2 separate regions of the Sus scrofa genome follow, and region 1 is linked to region 2. Evidence: chromatin contacts called from public HiChIP or PLAC-seq data. All regions are on one chromosome and are shown on one strand. Each heading gives the region's core, a stretch centred on a gene start, on an enhancer-like site or on the middle of the called end of the contact. The rest is flanking DNA. Distances are from core to core; before and after follow the strand shown. Region 1 overlaps STUM (protein stum homolog). Region 2 holds the start of STUM (protein stum homolog).

Evidence for each region. HiChIP or PLAC-seq counts read pairs in DNA pulled down with a chosen protein or histone mark.
Region 1: an H3K27ac HiChIP or PLAC-seq map of skeletal muscle shows a contact between it and region 2. The contact joins the enhancer-like site here to the promoter of STUM in region 2. A contact is called at or near these places in 5 of 47 Hi-C or Micro-C datasets (embryonic fibroblasts, epiblast stem cells, fetal heart ventricle and 2 more) and 1 of 2 datasets of contacts at active chromatin or transcription factors (skeletal muscle).

The regions. Positions count from the first base shown.
Region 1 is chr10:14,330,546-14,336,786 of Sscrofa11.1, forward strand. The region is part of intron 1 of STUM (protein stum homolog); the gene reads left to right. Among named protein-coding and RNA genes, the nearest start is that of STUM, 39 kb to the left of the region's middle. Within about 2 kb of position 2,331, at least 9 of the 83 cell types and tissues checked have an H3K27ac peak or open chromatin away from gene starts, as enhancers often do. A contact at or near this core is called in skeletal muscle, where this site is marked.
Region 2 is chr10:14,291,362-14,297,392 of Sscrofa11.1, forward strand. It overlaps STUM (protein stum homolog), which reads left to right and starts at 3,598. Exons shown (of 4, transcript XM_003357643.4): 1 at 3,598-4,059. The coding sequence starts at 3,861.

The DNA of each region.
Region 1 (6,241 bases), core at 1,081-3,580, 38 kb after region 2:
CATTGTGGTTTTGATTTGTATTTCCCTGATGATTAATGATGTTGAGCATCTTTTCATGTGCCTTTTGGCCATCTGTATGTCTTTTTTGGAAAAATGTCTATTCAGTTCTGTCCAATTTTATTACTCTTTTTAAAAAGCTTTTTTAGGGCTGCTCCCACAGCACATGGAAGTTCCTAGGCTAGGGGTCGAATTAGAGCTGCAGCTGTCACCCCATGCCACAGCCACAGCATCTGCAACCTACACCAGAGCTCATAGCAACGCCAGATCTTTAACCCACTGAGCGAGGCCAGCGATCGAACCTGTGTCCTCATGGATATTGGTTGGGTTTGTCACTGCTGAGCCATGACGGGAACTCCCAGTTCTGTCCAGCTTTAAATTGGGTTGGGTTGTTTGTGTGTGTTTTATTTTGGGTCTTTTGGATGTTGAATTGTGTGCATTCTTTGTATATTTTGGATATTAACCCCTTGTGGGAGATATCATTTGCAAATATCTTCTCCCATTCAGTAGGTGGCCTTTTTGTTGTGTTCTTGAGGAATGCAGTTAGCTGACAATAGATTCGTTTTGAAGAATGTTGAAGGTGGTCAGGATACTGCAAATCCTGGGATGGTCCGTGTTGTATCTGGCCTTGTTCTGTCTTGGTTTGACAGTTTAATCTCTGCAAGTTCTTTGCTGGCCAGGACATGACAAGCACGGTGTTGGGTATACAGAACACTTTCTGGTTGAGGACACAGACCTCCAATGGCCTTGAACCCTGAGCTGACTGTCCTTTGTCTCACAGTGATTCCCTTCACTCTCTGAGACGCACTCTCGGCCACTTGTGATGGTCAGGGCCTGCCCTCCTAGCCTGTCCAGCACGGCCTCCTCTGACTCTGCTCCAGGGTTATCAGGCTGAGCAAGCAGCCAGTGCCTTTCCACAGCATGTGTGAACACAGCATCCAGCATCCTCTCCCCTTCCTGCCCCCTCTGTTAAGAAATCAGAGCCAAAGGAGCCAGGATGAGAGAAGGAGCACGGAGTCTGCTCTGGGACCAAGGCCTTATCTTCTCAGACTGACCTTGGCTTACTTAGGCCATGGGCACAGAGACTCTGTGGGCTTTTTGTTTTTATTAGCTTTTTAGGGCTGCATTCACGGCATGTGGAGGTTCCCAGGCTAGGGATTGAATTGGAGCTACAGCTGCTGGCCTACACCACAGCCACAGCAACACTAGATCCGAGCTGCATCTGCGACCTACACCACAGCTCACGGCAACGCCGGATCCTTAACCCACGAGTGAGGCCAGGGATCGAACCTGCATCCTCATGGATGCTAGTCAGTTTTGTTTCCTCTGAGCCACGGAGGGAACTCTCCTGTGGGCTTTTTTTTTTTTTTTTTTTTTTTTATTTTTTTTTTTTTGTCTTTTGTTGTTGTTGTTATTGTTGTTGCTATTTCTTGGGCCGCTCCCGTGGCATATGGAGGTTCCCAGGCTAGGGGTCTAATCGGAGCTGTAGCCACCGGCCTACGCCAGAGGCACAGCAACGCAGGATCCAAGCCGCGTCTGCAACCTACACCACAGCTCACGGCAATGCCAGATCATTAACCCACTGAGCAAGGGCAGGGACCGAACCCGCAACCTCATGGTTCCTAGTCGGATTCGTTAACCACTGCGCCACGACGGGAACTCCCTGTGGGCTTTTAAATTATTCTCGTTCTGTTTTCCTAGGGCTTTTATCCAGGATCATTTGTGAATTGGTAGTCACTTCATTGTCCTTCCCTTTTCCCTTTCCAGTTGAAATGAGTGCACAATGATAAAGCGAGGATGACCAGGCCTGCTGACTTAGTATCTCAGGGTGGTATAGCCCAGGAAGGTGTATTTTTAGCCCAAGCTCCATTGCTTCTTATGGCCCCTCAAGGTTGGAGACGTGAAATTCCATTAGGTTGAGTGTGACCCTGAATGTGATCTCCCGTTTGTCTCATTCTGGCTCCGGACTGGACACAGTCAGCACTGGGACCTGTTTCATAGGGTGTGGCTTGTCCTTCCAGATCGGCTGTGTCCTTCCTGTCCCCCTAAAGCTCACGTTCAAGGTTGTGCTGGTAAAAGAGCTGTGCTCAACCAACCCTCCCTGAGGAGTGATGGAGGGCGTCCAGGTGGAGGTCTCAGGCGCTGATGAGCGGCACATCTTAATGACCACAGAGCCAGGTGCAGGTGACCCCGGGGTCCAGCTGGACTTACTCTCCTCGGTCCCAGGGGAGCAGCCCTTCTCCCCGAGTTCCACGAGGCCTTGAGACCTGCCCCCTCCAGTCCAGTGCCTTTCACTGCTCCCACGTGAGTCATGCAAAAAGCTGAACCTGACAGGGACTTGTGAAGGACGATTTCAGCCCCCAGGCTCCATCCTTTGGAGGCAGAGCTGCCCCCTCTCCTGGCGGTGCCCACGCCAGCCCACTTCTGCGCTGCTTCTCTTCCAGCGCCTGACCGAAGCAGGATGGGGGGGCGGTGGGAGCCAGGCTGGGGAGCCCTCCCCCAGGACCCTTTGGGACATCCAGGACAGACGTGTCCTCCCTGCTGCCTGTGTCTGGAGCCTGAGACCTGAGCTCCTTGGGGAAGCCAGTGACCTCAGAGCGATGGTGGCCAGAGGGGACTGTGGCTGCAAAGCGCTCTGGTGTCTTTGCTGTGAGTCTGGTGGGGTGGGGGTGGGGTCTCCTAAGCATCTCCCGCCTGGCCGCCTCCCTCGGGACCCGGCAGAGTGCATGTCTGTGCCTGAGTTCCAGCTGTCCTTACAACACTGATTTTGGTGGTTGACAGTTCAGTTCATTACCGTCATTTTCCGCTGTGCCCATTAGCGTTGGCAAGGCCTGGGCATCCTCAGAAATATTATGGCTGGGCCCTGTCCACCCGCCTCTGCTCCCTGACTCAGCGCCCAGGCATGTGGCGGTCGCTGTGGGACAGAGTGAAAGGCCAGGATCGTGGACTAATCTCCTGCCAGGCGGTGTGGTTTTCTGATTCTGTGTCTGCCGTGCCAATCCCTCCACTGCTCCAAGAGCAATTCTCAAACCTGGTTGTGTGTTAGAATCAACGGGGGCAATGTTGCTTTTATCTTTTTAATTTTTTTTCTTTTCTTTGCTTCCCCTGTATGGACCTCCTAGGCCAGGGATCAGATATGAGCTGCAGTCACAACCGAAGCCGCAGGTGTGGTAACGCCGGTTCCTTAACCCATTGTTTGGGGCCAGGGATTGAACCTGTGTCCCAGTGCTCCCAATATGCCTCTGATCCCATCGTGCCACAGTGGGAATTCCTCTTTCATCTTTTGAAACGAGCAATCCAATCCCTGGACCCATTCCTGTGCCTTTGGGGGTCTGGAAGTGGGGACCTGCAACCTGCATTTTTATAAACTTCAGCTTGAGTATTCTCACGTGCAAACCAGTTCGGGAGATCTGCTGTGGGTACCCCACCCACCACTTCTCACCTTGTCGAGAACCTTTCCACCCACTTAGCCCTTGTCTGGTTATGTCCTCATCCTCTCCCATCCCGTCCCCCGTGGCTTCTCCTCAGCAGACAGACAAGCTGCACTTTCTCTTGTGTACTTTAGAGAAAGGGCTCGTAGAGCATGTTCTGGAATCCTCACCGCATTCTCTCTGAACCTCTGACATCCTGCTGTCTCCCCGCCATCCCCTCAGACTCCCACTGAGGCCACCCAGACTGCGTCCCCTCACTGTCTCTGCGGCACGTGATCCTATCCAGCACCTTCTCTTCCCTGAGGCGCCCCTGTTTCTGGGACACCCTCCCTCACCTCTCTGTTTGGTCCCCCTCTGTCCCCTTTGTGGCCATGATAGGTCCCCCAGGAAAGATGAGTCTTTCCTGGATCTTTCCCTGAATTCCACGCCCTCCTGGGTGACCTCATTCACTTGGGTGACTTCTGTTTCCTGCAGCCCACCCTCCCAAGGCCCCATCTAGGGTGTGGCTCTGGGCCCAGGGTTCCCCACCTGCTTCTTGGCTCCACCCTGTGGAAAACCAGACACCCAGACCCGTCCGTGCCCCCTTCATCCTGCCCCAACCTGCAACATGTCCCCCAATCTCAGGCCACTCCCTCCTCCTGGGGGTCCTCCCTTCTCCTCCCAGTCCCCCCTGCCCTGTCTCCCTGCCCCCCTCACCTCCTCTCCGCTCCAAGCCTCTGCCTCACCCCTGCCCTGCCCCTGCCTTGGGGGTCACAAACCTGATGTGTGATTCCCCATCCAGACCCTTCCCAGAGGCTGCCCTTGCTGCAGCAAGGCCCTCAGATCCCGTCCAGTCTGACCCCTGTCCTGCAGCCCTGGTTTTCATCCCTGCCATGCACACACCCTCAGAGCCCCCGCCGCCCTCAGCTTCCGGAAGGATGAGCATGCTGGATTGTTTTGGGGGGCTCTCCCCCTGCCCCTCCGTGATTACTTCCACCAGCTTGCCAGACCTCTCCTCCCACAGAGTTCTCTTCTCCAAGCCTTTGCTGCTAAACCAAACAGGGTTCAACACTGTTCCTTTTGGGACTCAGCGTCCCCAGCAGAGTGTGAGGTCCCGGATGGGACCAGGCAAGCCCCCCCACATGCCCGCACTCCATTCCCGAGCCGGCACTGCTGCCTGGCTGGTGCTTATGGACTAAGAACTAACCCGTTGCAGTTGGGGAGGGCTTGTTCTTTAGCAGTTAAGATTCACTTAAAATAATTAACTGTGCTAAAATCATTTTTTAAATGTCCCATTGATAGATCAAAACAGTGTTTTTATATTACAAATCCATTCACTTCATCCTTACCTTCTATGGCCTGTGTTACCCTATATGGCAGAAGGGACCTATCACCATTGTTTCCTAATTAATGAAATTCTTTACCCCAACTAATGACTAATTAATGATTAATGTATGCACATCAACACAACTGCAGGTGATATATATACATATTCTTATATGTGCTTATATTTTTTGTATGCATCTGAGAGTTATCATAAGCCTATTAATGTGGGCCCTCCCACACCGCATGGGAGCCAATGTTTTCATTTCTTTAAACAGAATATGGAGTAGCCCAGTTTTTCCCAGCAGATATGCTTTCATCTTTGCTAATGCTGCCTGTTGGTGCAACAGTGGGCTCGCTGGGCCTCTCTGCCTCCGTGGCAATCAGGCAGATGCATGAAGAGGCCCATTGGCCTCTAATCAGTTTGGCAGTTCTGGTGAGATTCCATCTTTTGTCAGGGGATGGACAAGATGACCTAACTTCAAGAATCTCTGGGAGTTCCCGTCGTGACTCAGTCGTAACAAATCCCACTAGTATCCATGAGGACATGGATTCGATCCCTGGCCTCGCTAAGTGGGTTAGGGATCCGGCGTTGCTGTGAGCTGTGGTGTAGGTCACAGATGTGGCTTGGATCCCAAGTTGCTGTGGCTGTGGTGTAGGCCATTAGCTGCAGCTGTGGTTCGACTCCTAGCTTGGGAACTTCCATGTACCCTGGGTGCAGCCCTAAAAAGACAAAAAAAAAAAAAAAAAAAAAAAAAAGAATTTCTGAGTTTAGGGCCAGAGTTTCCTTATGCTCAAAATGTTCATATACATATTAGGCTGAGCCATAAGAAATTGCTATTAATAGAAACATCTTCCTGTTTCTGAGCAGGAAGACCAGGGCAAAGCCACAGCTACAAAGAGACGGAGTGTCACAGGACCTCAGCCAGCTCCCACTGAGTCAGGACACTGCCGGCCACAGTCAGGGCACTATCTGCCTCAGGGCTTCTGGGAAGGACACTGACCGGGGCAGGGAGACGGTGCAAGAATATTTTGAAAATCAAGGATGAAGTGTTTTTCCTTTTTTTCTTCAATTCTCTGTATTGTGGTAAAATACAAATAACATGAAGTTTACCATTTTATTTGTTTTCGTTTTGGAGTTTTTTTTGGCTGCACCTGGGGCATGTGGAAATTCCCAGGCCAGGGATCGAACTGAAGCCATAGTCGTGGCCTCTGCCACAGTTACAACAGTGTTGGATCCTTAACCCACTGTGCCACACGGAAATTTCCTGAAATTTACCATTTTAACCAGTCTTAAGTGTACAGTTCGGGGGCCTTAAACACACGCACGTTGCAGTGTAGGCATCACCACCATCCATCTCCAGAACTCTTTCCATCTTTCAAAGCTGAAACTCTGTTCCCATTAAACAGTAACTCCTCATTCCTCCTTCCCCCAATTCTTGTCCACCACCATCCTATTTTCTTTTCTTTTCTTCTTTTCGTCTTAGCACCACACCTGCAGCATATGGAAG
Region 2 (6,031 bases), core at 2,348-4,847:
GCAATTGAAATAAGAGTAATACCGCAAAGTGCTGTTTTCCAAGATGTTTTAATTTTTTATTTATTTTATTTTATTTTTTTGCTTTTTAGGGCCACACCCACGGCATATGGAAGTTCCCAGCCTGGGGGTTCAATTGGAGCTGCAGCGGCCAGCCTACACCACAGCCACAAGTAACACCAGATCTGAGCCTCATCTGCAAACTACATCACAGCTCATGAAAACGCCAGATCCTTAACCCACTGAGTGAGGCAGTTATCGAACCTGAGTTCTCTTGGTTACTAGTCAGGTTCATTTCTTCTGAACCATGGCGGGAACTCCCTTTCCAAGTATTTCTGTAAATAGCTAGTGTCCAAATCTAGACATCCTGGCCTGATTATGCCTCCACAGCCAAGGTTGCTGCCAGGCTTACCCTGTAGATCAGTCACCCACCGTGAGTGCGGGTGCGAGCACCCTGGTACCAGCACCGGAAGATGGGTGAGTGGGGGCCCAGGCCTTCACTTCTCTGTTTGACCTTGGCCTTATAAACATCCCTTCTATTTCATCATGTCCCTCTGCAAACATTACGCATTATGCCTTCGGGGAAGGAGGCAGATGGGCAAATGTCACTTCGGGAAGGAAGGGGAAATTTCATCCACAGAGGGAGCAGGGAGATGACCCACCTGATCCAAAGACCCACAGTACTGCTACTGTTCTAATTTATGCTCTAGGTCCACACACTGGTCTTTAAGAGCGAGAAGGGTGGGCATGAAAATGCCGATTCAACAGATGGATAAATGGAGGCGCAGAGGGCTGACTTGCTCTGATCAAGATCACACAGTTGGGTAGGAGTGGAGATGTGAGCTGAAGCTGAATTTATTATCAACATACATTCCTTTTTACCCTCCATAAGCTAAATTTGATTTCCCGGACGGGAGTTCCCGTTGTGGCTCAGTGGTTAACAAACCCAACTAACATCCATGAGGATGTGGGTTTGATCTCTGGCCTCACTCAGTGGTTAAGGATCCAGCGTTGCTGTGGCTGTGGTGTAGGCCTGCAGCTGTAGCTCTGATTTGACTCCTAGCCTGGGAACTTCCACATGCCATGGGTGCAGCTCTAAAAAGGCAAAAAAAGAAAAAAAAAATTGAGTTGGGTTTTTCTATCACTTGGCATGAAAGGGCTCCTGACTCGGTTGCCATTTGTTGAGTGTCTTGCACATATTTTCCTCCCCTAATCCTGACTCACAGAACAATGAGATAAGGATTATTTACAGTTTGGAGACTGAGGCCCAGAGAGGGTAAGAGATTGTTCAAAGACACAGAACTCCAAATAAAGTCTGTCTCTCTGCTGCCAAAGCTGCAATGTAGTCTTTGCCAAAAGGAGCCATTCAGGTTGATATGTGCATTCCTTGTGCAGTGTGGAGGCTGACTTAAACAACAAAAAATTGTTTCAGTTAAAAAAGAGGTCCAAAGCTGAGGTGACAGAACGAGGTCAATAAAACAGATTTTATGTTTATGACCCAATGCCTGGCCTAGATGTGTTATTTGGTTGATGTAATCAACCTTTGATTTGTTTCCCTGACAGTGTCTGTGTCTGATTTGAGAGAGATTTTTTTTTCTTTTTAGGGCCTCATCCATGGTGGTTCCCAGGCTAGGGGTCACATCAGAGCTGCAGCTGCAGGCCTACACCACAGCCACAGCAACGCAGGATCCAAACCTTGTCTGTGACCTACACCACAGCTCAGGGCAACACCGGGTACTTACTCCACTGAGTGGGGCAGGGATCAAACCCGCATCCTCATGGATACTAGTTGAACTCATAACTTGCTGAGCCACAACAGGAACTCCCATACCTAGATGTCTTTCTGACAACCAGATATTAAGCAACTCATCTAGAAAATGGGAGGATATAAATCCAATTTCTTCCCTGAAATACTTTTAGTGGCCCCCAGATGTTTGAAAGAATGTTCAAAGGATGTTTACTTAACCTCTCTGTGCTCCAATTTCCCCATTGGTAGGTAAAATGAGGATATAAATAATCCTTACTTCATAGACTATGGGGAGGATTAAATAAGCAAAAATGTGTAAAGTGCTTCGTGCCTCATAGAGTGCTCAGAGAAATGTGTTTGTTTAAAATAAAATAAATCTCCTGTGAGTAGTTAGCTCTGGTCATCGCTCATCTCATTCCCATCTCCTTCTTTGGGGACAGTGACACCTGACGCCTCCCCTCTCTAGCTGGTTTCACAGATGGGTCCTTGTTTTCTCAGTACCTTCAGCTTACTGCACGACAGCATTTGTCACCGCCTGTAATTCTATCATCCTGGGGGTTAGTGTCAGTTCATCTATTAAGCCCTTGAAGCCAGGGGCTGGGTTTTATTCCTTTCTCTCTCCCCAGAATCTAAGCCCTATTAGGTCTCCCATAAATACGTATTAAATAGAATCTTGCTTTGACTTTCCAATCACAGTAATTCAAGCCCCTGAGAGGCTAAATGAGTCTTCTAAGTCATACGGGTAATTAGTGGCCGAGGAAAGACTAAAACTTTCAGTCTTGTTCACTTCTGACTGCCAGACCTAAGCTGGTAGTGTGTGTGCGGGCTCACCAGCATCACCACTAACACCTGCTGACCATCTGCTTCTAAAATTAGTTTATTCAGATACCCATAAAAGAATGCATGGTCTTTCAGCATCCTTCCTCAGAAGTTCCTGGAATGTTTTGGGATGATTTAATCACCATTGTTCCTGGAGAAAAAGAGCGACTGGGAAGGAAGTGGATTTGCATCTGTCCAATCCGACGATCTGCTGACTATCTGGATAATTCTGATGCCTTGAATCCCTCCCTAAGGTAAGAGGCGGTTGCTTTCATCCGTTCATTTTTCCAGGTGTGGCGATGAGGGCAGAATTATTTGGAAAATCTTATTAAATATGGGGCCTCCTCCTGCAGGCTTGGACCTGACCAAATCCTTCTGCTTCTACCAACTGCTGCATTAGCAAAACACCAGACGGCGCTGTGTCTTCGCTGGCTTTTTAACCATCACGTCCAGCTCACAAAAGCCCCAGGTTTCCCCTAAAACTGTTCAAGGGATGGCCCAAATCCTCCCTTCTGAGCAACAGGCTCGTTTCTTGCAGCTTTTCGCGTCTGCATGTATGTGTTTTAGGGAGGGTCCCGTTTTAACTAGCCTCGCGGAGACCTGTTTGAACAGCTGTGTCTCCTGCTTTCTCTTATCCATTCTAAAAGAGCGTTTTCTCTGTGACTTAAAACAAATCTATGTAAATTGGAATGAATTTAAGGCACACTAGGCTCGCTTTCTTGGCCTTCATCGCCCTAGTTTTAAATGCATCCTCCAGAAGAAAGGATTCAACCTCGAAGCCTTTTCCCAACGTGCCAGAGGAGCGCACACGCCCGATTCGCGGTGTGCTTGGCGGGGGTTCCCGCCCGGGTTCACCTGTCTGGGGATGGAGAGGTGTGTCCATGCCTCCCAATAGCTGGACAACTGGCTCCCTCTGCTTTTCTCTTCTACTTTCTTCCCTCCGCTCTGATTAGTAAGTGGTATTGGGGCGGGAGGGTGGTGGGGAGCGGTGAGGAGGGCGGGGAAGGGGCCCGGAGGGGAGGGGCGTCAGAGCGCTGTCACCGAGTGTCGCGCCGCCCTCCCCGCCCCTCTGCCGGGGGTGTGGGAGCGCAGCCGAGCGCGCGGCAGAGGGCCGGGCGCGTGGGGACGCGGGAGTGCGGGGTTCTGGACAAGCCGCGCGGCACGAGGAGCGCGCTGGCCTCCTGAGCTCGGCGCTGAGCCCGGAGCCCGGAGCCCGGAGCGGGCCGCTACCCGCTCCCTGTGCGCTGGGCGGCAGCCCCGGCCGCGGCAGCCCGGCTCCCGGGGAGCGCGCCTCGCCATGGAGCCTTCGCACAAAGACGCCGAGACGGCGGCTGCAGCGGCGGCAGTGGCGGCGGCGGACCGGGGGGCGTCCTCGTCCAGCGGGGTGGTGGTGCAGGTCCGCGAGAAGAAGGGCCCCCTGCGCGCCGCCATCCCCTACATGCCCTTTCCTGTGGCCGTCATCTGTCTCTTCCTCAACACTTTTGTGCCGGGACTGGGTAAGACGCGGTGGCCGCGACCCCGGCGCCCCGGGGCCCTAGCGCGGGAGGACAGCAGGGGAGGGGTCGAGGAGGGACCCTCGGGCGGCGTCCACCGGCGGCGGCAGCTGCGCCGGCGCTCCCAGCGCCCCCTGGCAGGTGGCAGGGTCGCGTGGAGCGGGTGCCGGGAGGGGGGCGCGGCGCAGGGTTCCCTGACGCGCCTTGCACCTTCTCGGACCTGGGAGCCAGGCGATTCAGCCCCGAAGAGCTAGAAACTTTGCCGGGGATGTTGGAGCCCGCGGGCGGCGGCCCAGACGGTTCCCTCAGCCCCAGCTAGGCTCCCCTCCAGGCGCCTCCAAATCCTGCTTCTTCCCTTCGCCGCGCGCACCCTCCCACGAGCTCCTTTCTCCCAGGGGCACGGGGTCTGAGCAGGAGGAGCCTTGGGGCCGCGCCTGGCGGAGAAGTCAGGCGGAGCCGGGTGGGGGGCGGGGGACGAGCCAGGTTAGGAGACAGCCCGCAGCGCCGCCTGCATTCGCGCGCTGCGGGGCGTGTGGGGGCGAGAGCTCTTCAGCCAGAGCCTCCTCTGCCTCCTTCCCGAGTACCCGCGATTCCGCCTGCAGCCCCAAGGCGAAGCCGGGTGATTTTATTAGCTTGGACGTCTGTGGGTTTGAACCGCACGTGGCCAAGTGGTTGACCCTATGACCCCCCTCCCATCACTTCCGTTCCTGAGAAAGTGGAGAGCGCGCGCCTGTAATTACGTCGGACTTTGGCTGCCCGCAGGGTCCCTAATGGCACGAGGGTCCCTGATGGCACCAGTGTCCCAAATTTTAAAGCAGAGGCTCATCACCGAGATAGGAGTGCCGAAAGGTGCAGAAAAGGGGGCAACGCGAAGTTTTCTCAACTCTCTGTCTCCTAACCCCGCTCCGAAATTTCTGTCTGCGCGCTTGGCACTCGCTGTTCTTGCGTGCCAAGGGCACCCTCCCCAATCTCAATTCCATGCCAGACCTGAAGGGGGCAGGCACCTCTGGGCCCTCTCCAGGAGGGAGCTCGCCGCCGCGCTCGAGCTGGTTGCTAGCATAGGCTCCAAGTTCCCAGGAACAGAGGTCAGCTGGAAGCGGTTTTACTTTGGCCTTTCTCACGGCCCGCGCTTAGCCAGCTTTGCAGGGTCCTCTGCGACGCTAACATCAAAGGTCACACGCACCCACTACAGGTCGTGTTCACTTTCCCCTTGGCGCTCATCTGTGGCCAGAGCAGCGTATTTGTCTGAGAAGGAAGTTAGGTGGTCTCTAGTTGGGCTTCCCCCTCGTTGGTGCCCTCAGCAGCCTAGTTGACGTCATCAGGCCTGCTCTCTTTGCGCCTTTAGGCACTGTGAGGAGGCAAGCTGCTGTTAATGCAGTTGTGTCAGAAATTCCCACCTGCTGGAGTGAAAAGACACTGCCTGTCCATCTCTCTAGGCATGTGAAGATAAAGAGCAGGGACACATCTCCATCCGACTTTTTTTAGAGTGGTGAGGTAGATGGCCAGCTTATGGTCTCTCTCTCTCTCTCTCTTTTTTTTTTTTTTTTGGTGGCTTCTTAGGGCCGCACCTGCAACCTATGGAGGTTCCCATGCTAGGGGTTGAATCGGAGCTGTAGCTGCTGGTCTACACCATAGCCACAGCCACACCAGATCTGAGCCACATCTGCCACAGCTCACAGCAATGTGGGATCCTTAACCAACTGACCAAGGCCAGGGGTCAAACCTGTGTCCTCATGGATACTAGTCAGATTCTTTTCGGCTGAGCCACAACAGGAACTCCAGTTTATGGTCTTTGAGGAAAGAAATGCATTGGTGGCACGTGGGAGGGCCCATATGCCCCGTCCATGCTGGGTGAGGCCACAGCCTGGGCACCTGCACACGTCCTTCTGGGTATGCCTCACTCGGCCCCTTTCTTACCCTTTGCCCTGCCGCCTCCCTGCCCTGGGCATCCAGTTTTTCCCTCTTTACACTTCCC